Linked DNA regions of Mus musculus: region 2 is linked to region 1. The links are chromatin contacts, called in public Micro-C maps. All regions are on one chromosome and are shown on one strand. Each heading gives the region's core, a stretch centred on a gene start, on an enhancer-like site or on the middle of the called end of the contact. The rest is flanking DNA. Distances are from core to core; before and after follow the strand shown.

Region 1 (3,302 bases), core at 207-2,706:
GTTGAAAAAAGTGGATATGTCAGAGCGTACTCACACCATGTAAAGATCCAGAGACCTCGTACCAGTGAGCAGCAACGGACTTCAGAGTAAATTAGACAGAGGTGATGGCAGTGCAGACACTTTATAAAATACCCAGAAGTACGATGTCAGGGTCAAAGATCGTCCCACTGAAACTAATAGCACATTGTCTTGCAAGCAGCAATCCCGGCAGTCACAGGACATTTTTTAGTAAACTAATCAGGGAATTGGGGTCCATTTTGCTTGGTGGCATTTTAAATCCAATGTGGTTTTTAATGGGTATTTCAAATAGAAGGTGCCCATGTGTAGTTTTCTGCTCAAATATACTTTTGCGACTTTATAATCAAAAGAATTCAAATGCATTTTACAGGCCCGTCATTATTTGACAGAGCTCCCTGCTATGGCAGTTAAAGAAGCCACATTCTGGAGTCCCAAGGCATGGGTTGTAGTCTAAGAGACCTATACTGGAACCCTGATCATATCAATAACAAAAAGAAGTCAAGTCCCCTAATCTGTATGATGAAGAAATACTGGTGCCATCTCACAGAGTTCCTGTCTAGTAAAATGGATTAAATAGAGAGCCAACAGCAGCGCATGAATACAAAATAAATATTAGCTGTGGTCACCACCAAATTGTTTGTAAGTCACTGCCTACGATTCTGGACTCAGGAAAGTTTTGAAAGAAGTGGGAGAGAATAGACTCAACAGGCAGAAAAACAAAGAAGGTTATGTTACTCTTCCCTATCTGGACACAGTAAATACATTTAAGCTTGGGTAGGGAAGAAAGTAGGAGAGAGTGCAGGTGTGCTCTGCCCTTTTGTTGCAGTTCACGGGCTTCCTGCATGAGACAGGGCTGGGGTGGGGTGTGTGAGAGGACTGCATGCCCCAATATGAGGACATTTCCAATGTCACATACTGTAGGGAGTGGCAATGTTGTTTCAGAGAAGGGAGGGACAGGGTGGCTAGTACACATGGGATTCTTTAGACAGCAGAATGCCTTGAAGGACGACCAAGGCGTAATACGTGCAGAAGGGCATCCGAGAGGGTGGGAAATGTTATGTCTGTCTGGTTCTCCTTGGTTCATTCAGATCCCAATAAGGAAAGTCTGACTTTGGATTTTAGCAGCACACTAACATCTGCTTCACACACTCTTCAGACAGGAAAGGTACTCCTTCCCTCCAAGTGGACAAAATTTGGTGGACAAAATTTTCTGTACTTTACATAACATTCGTTTTCTATTTGCAGTTACCAGGAGGTTTCTTCCTGAAAGAATATTTAATAATTCTCCACAGATATTACAGAAGAACTTGATTGTGATATTAAGTGCATCACAGTTCAGATAACACACCAATGAAAGAGCTAAGGCGAGCACTGAAGCAGGAAAAGACCCATTCGCTATAGGCTAGTTACACGACTCCTTCCAATAGCAGCAAAAATCCACAAGAGGGCGCCCCAGGACGAGAACCCACCAGCAGCAACTGCTGTGGTTCTGAAAACCAATTCTTTCATAGGTATTTTTCTCCTTGTTCCTTCCTAAGCCGCCTTCCCACTCAGGTTAAGCGTGTTACACGACAGTCGCTGCAATTGCTCACCTATGGTGATCTGGCTGACACAGCTGTAGTAGCTGCCCGTGGTCGCAGAGGACAGGTTATAACTCCCACTGCTCACATCTTTGTCTGTTAAGAAAGCAAGACAAGAAGAAGGTTAATACCAACTCGTGGTTACCATGACTACGATGTAAGCTTATGACTGAAACTATAATAACAACAAAGGCAGCTCTGCGTCTGTGACAAAGGTGCCTCTCAGACTCATCCGATGGGTCACAGGCACCAAGCACTCAAGGTTGTGGGTACTTTTGCACACCAGCAATCCCTGAGATTGTCAAGGGCAGACCCAAACATAACAATGTTCACTGATTTAAAGCAAGACAAAAGGGGAAAAAAAGTTAAAGGAGGTACATACACACACACACACACACACACACACACACACACACACACACGGCTGCTTTTACTTCTTCCTAGTTATAAAGAGGTTGTGGTCACAGACAAGAAATAGGCCAGCTTTGTTTAATGTAAGTTCTTTAACTTGCTTAATTCCTTTCAGTATTGGTCTCCACCTGAACATGGTGGTCATAAGGCTAATCTCAAGGATAGGGAGTTAAGATACAGCATAAGATCAGCCACAGGAAATGTACCCCTGGCACATAAGTCAGTCTATGTGGAATGTGTTGGATCGACCAATTCAGATCTAAAGCATAGCCAATGAGTCTACCTGCTCCAAAGTCGCCATTCTCGATTCTCTCTAAAGCTTTCATTAACAGTCTGCCTTTAGAAGATGCTGGAAAGGAGATCTTTAGGGGGCAGGGTTAAAGGCATGGGAAATGCACACAACAGAGAGAAAGCATCTGTTAGTGATAGGCGGCCGTGGATGAGCAGGAAGAACAGGCACAAAAGAGAAATGCTTATCGAAGACTAGGAGTCAGTAGTAAAGTAGGACGCTTGAATCGGAAGCAGTTGTCTAGGAAGGGGTTGTGGGTAAACCGAAGCGGCAAAACCCCTCTGCTCTCAGTGCTAAGTCAGGGCTGCAAAGGCACAGGAGGTGTGGCAATCTGTGACACAAGGAAACCATGTGGAGAAAGGTGCACACACTTGTGGGCCTCAAACAGAAAACATCAATCAAAAGCTTATGTGTGGCTCTTAAACCAGACATTTCAGGACAGCCTTAATATTGATTTAGTCCTTGAGGGACCAATTTTGGTGAAATGAGAATATCGTGTAGCCAGAGGGGAATCTTGAAACTGAATGAAATCAATGAAGTCTGTAGATCCTGGAGATATATATAGTATTATATTGGAGTATGATCTCAGGATTTATATATTGTATATAACAATATATATAAGACACCTGGGCATGTCTTGAGCCTGTTATTTGTCTATTGGTCTTTGTTTCTTTGTATAGGGGAATGGAAATAATAAAGGCACTAAACTTATTATGTGAACATTAAACCAGTTAATAATAAAGTCTTTCTACAGCCACGTCTAGCAGCACAAAACACCCACTTGGTATCAACTATCCTTCTTTTTCTATTGTTTTAAAAGAACAGGCATATCTATAATGCAGAATACTATATAAGAAAGAAAACAAATCTTCACAAAGTATCATGGGTTAATCTCATTCACATAAGGTTGAATAAAAAAAAAAATCCAACAAGGAGCAATGCATGTGATTCTAGTTACGAAGACTTGAACAAGAGGGCTGGGATGGCATCTCCGTCAGGAAAGT
Region 2 (3,420 bases), core at 54-2,553, 43 kb after region 1:
GCCAGAATCATCTCCACCAAGATGAAGGATGACTGATGCAGAATCAGGCTGCCTATGGAATCCTAAAAGGAGACTGACCATTATCTTCTCATCCATGGCTCCCCATACCTGCCATGATTTCCATCCATCCTGGGGCATGACTGTTAGATCTTTCTCTCCGTTTCATCATGTTTCTGGTAAAGTCATTTTAACTGAGCAAAATATCTATAACATCATCTTGGTCCTTCTTTCTGTCACTAGACAAGTGGGCAAGGGCTTCACTAATGCTACATTGAGGACTTGAGGGAACACACCCTTTCATGGCCATGATGACTCTGTCATTGTGAAATGCAATTTTAATCTGAAAATAATAATTTTAAAAAATCTTAGCATTATCCAGTTGAGTTCTCAAGGCAAGTTTGATGTGATAAAGTATTTGGGTGCTATCTATTTTGTTTTTTAAGCAAAGTAGTTTTTTTTTACTATAATTTATAGCATTAGGAAAAAAGCAATACCTACATTGAGTGAATGAATAAATGAGTAAATGAATGCATGATGAGATTGGGACAAGATAATTTAGCACACAGGCACTGAAATCAGGCAGCTTGTGTTGACAGTCCAGCTTGGTCTCTTGGAGTCTGTTCAGCATTAGAGTTCAGCATTGCAACTCTAAGATGCAACCATCTTAGAGTTCTTCCCTTAGAAGCAGATCCTAGTGTAAGGATTCCACTATACTTGTTTTGGACAGAATCCCAGGAGAGACAAGGAGGCATAGTGAGAAGATATAATGCTGGATTCTGATTATTTTTCATTTTTTCTTTCCAATAAGCCTGTGGCCCATACCCTCTTAGTCTTATTTTCTCATGATCTGGATCCTCATTGTCTTATCTATACCGTCCATCAACTTTCATTGTCTCCTGAAATATGCCGTGTATTGACAGTGTGCCAGAGACTGCCCAGGTACAGAGGGTGTCAACGACCCACCCAGTCCCTGCTGTGAAGAAACTGCCTGCTCATGGATATTTGGAGAGGAGAAATGATAAACTCACAGATGAACTCAGGAGGTATGAAGCTCTAGCAAGAACACACAAACATTCAGTAGTGTGAAGGTGTAGCATACTCCTTTAGTGTGGGAGAGAAGACTCGCCCTAAGGAGACCTTTGAGCTGTAGGAATGCAGCCAGAGACTATCAATCAGAGGGAAAGACAGGCACAAAGGGCCTGAGGCAAAAGAACACCCAGGAAAACAGAAGCACACAGGACAAGCTTGAGTAGCTGGAAGAGGAGCAAATGAAGTTTGCTGAAGGTGACCTTGGAGAAGCTGAGATAAGCACATGAAGAGAGAAGGAAAACCAGAGAGCATTCAAGAGAGCCCTGCAAGAAATCTGTGCAGGGATGACAGGCTGCTAGTGGCATCTGGGAGAAGAGTCACACGATTTTGTGTTCATTTTATCAGGAGCTCCTGGCAACTGACTTGAAAATAAGAACACAGAGAAACAGAGTTGGAAACAGGAAGCCCAGACAAGAATGCCCCTGCAATATTTTCCATGAGTGATTATACGGTTTGGGCCAGGGTAAAGTGCAACTTTAATTTTTCCAAACCTTATTTTTAATGATGATTCTTAAATGTTTTAACCTCTCTTTTAGCCCACCACCCACCATAGGTAGTGGGAAAGAAAAAATATGGGGGAAGTGGACCTGTTTAGAAAGGTTCTTTGGAGCAAATCCCGTTTGTGCTGTCTGGAAATCAGCAGTTCAGTTCATAGGTCAACAGTGGCAGCTCCATCCTCTTGCAAACACTTCATGGATACACTAGCAGTTCAGTTTCAGCAGCAGTGGCACTACCTAGCAGAGACAACCAGGTCTCAGCCTCAGCACCAGTCAGCAGGAGGGACCAGAAGGAATGCCAGAAGTTCTCAGCTGTGCCTCTTTCAGTGAAGATCAGCAAAGGCTTGAGACCAACAAGCCTTGCACAACAAGCTTGCCTTTAAGCAAGCCAAGCTCAGCCTCCATCACTGTACATCCAGTCCTATATATACCCTACAAACATCATGTGTCCTCCACAGGTCTTGCCTCATGAGCCTGTCTCAGCTGACACCACTCTACCAATCATCCTGAGTCCACAGAAGTGGCAAGAAACTGTAGCACACCACCAGAAATTTTTTGGTGCATTTCGTTGGAGTCCTGACAAATGCAGCTCAACTACTAAATGTAAGGTGGACCAATACATGCGTGTTATTAGCAAAGAATCCTTCCTCATGTGTCCTTCCACATGCTTGCCTTAGCAGGACATTATTTCTCCTGTGTCTGCCTCAGCTAAATGTTCCTTCACAAGTCTACCTTAGCCTTTCACCTGTATCCACTTCAGGAAAACGTTCTTTCAGATGTTTGCTCCAGCAAAACACCATCTAACCAACTTTCCAAAGAACCCTTAAGTTTCCACTTCAGTAGGGGGAAGGGGATTATGAGAACTGACTATACCCTGGATCTATTTTGGACATAAAGCCAACAGAATTGCTCATCATTAAATGTGCATTGCCCGTGATAGGTCAGAGAAAACCTAAGGATGCCTTCATTCAGTAAAACAGTATTGTTGGTTATCAATATCAGGTTTCTCGTTACTCTGTCCAGACAAGAAGAAGCATAAGGAAGTAGGGCTTTGTTATGGCTCACAGCCCAGGGTCACAGACGAGTGTGCAGTCCATCATATCAGGGAAGACTCAGCATCAAGAACAGGAGGTGAGTCAGGCGTGGTGGCACACGCCTTTAATCCCAGCACTCGGGAGGCAGAGGCAGGTGGATTTCTGAGTTCCAGACCAGCCTGGTCTACAAAGTGAGTTCCAGGACAGCCAGGGCTATACAGAGAAACCTGTCTCGAAAGCTCCCCTCCCCCCCCAAAAAAATCTCTTTTGAGATGCATTGGTAGCCCCATCCTTCAACTGGGAGCCATGACTATCTACTGGAGGTGGTCTCTACAGGTTGTATCTCCCCTTTGTTGGGTATTTTGTATCAACTAACTGGACCACCCTAAATTCCCAGGGACTAAGTCACCAACCAAAGAGTATACATGGAGGGAGCCATGGCTCCAGATACATATGTAGCAGAAGATGGCCTTATCTGTCATCAGTGGGAAGGGGACCCTTGGTCATGTGGAGGCTTGATGCCTCAGCTTAGGGGGATGTTAGAGTAGTGAGGTGGGAATGGGTGAGTGGGTAGAGGAGTATCCTTATAGAGGCAAAGAGGAGGCAGAGAGAGGGGAGATGGGATGGGGAGTTTGCGGAGGGGTAACCAGGAAGGGGGATATAATTTGAAATATAAATGAATAAAATGACTAATAAAAAAGTACAAGTGTCATGTTGGACAACAGTATGTGCTTGGAACAAAACCAAAGCGAGTTTAGCAAGAAGGCACAGTAGGTGTGGGGTCCTGCTCATATAAAGGG

What was found. Hi-C and Micro-C count contacts between places; a contact is called where the count stands out from the background.
Region 2: a contact with region 1 is called in a Micro-C map of granulosa cells, with 2.3 times the contacts expected there. The contact joins two enhancer-like sites. A contact is called at or near these places in 3 of 39 promoter capture datasets (the C10 cell line, embryonic stem cells and hippocampal neurons), 5 of 15 datasets of contacts at CTCF or cohesin (CD8 T cells, embryonic stem cells, large pre-B cells and 1 more), 126 of 484 Hi-C or Micro-C datasets (the 63-12 cell line, the AML12 cell line, B cells and 67 more), 17 of 115 datasets of contacts at active chromatin or transcription factors (astrocytes, bone marrow-derived dendritic cells, cardiomyocytes and 7 more) and 1 of 9 other capture datasets (embryonic stem cells).

What each region holds. Positions count from the first base shown.
Region 1 is chr10:89,325,640-89,328,941 of GRCm38.p6, forward strand. It overlaps a transcript of Ano4 not described here. Among named protein-coding and RNA genes, the nearest start is that of Ano4, 70 kb to the left of the region's middle. Within about 2 kb of position 1,457, at least 10 of the 459 cell types and tissues checked have an H3K27ac peak or open chromatin away from gene starts, as enhancers often do. A contact at or near this core is called in granulosa cells, where this site is marked.
Region 2 is chr10:89,369,053-89,372,472 of GRCm38.p6, forward strand. No RefSeq gene overlaps it. Among named protein-coding and RNA genes, the nearest start is that of Gas2l3, 73 kb to the right of the region's middle. Within about 2 kb of position 1,304, at least 8 of the 459 cell types and tissues checked have an H3K27ac peak or open chromatin away from gene starts, as enhancers often do. A contact at or near this core is called in granulosa cells, where this site is marked.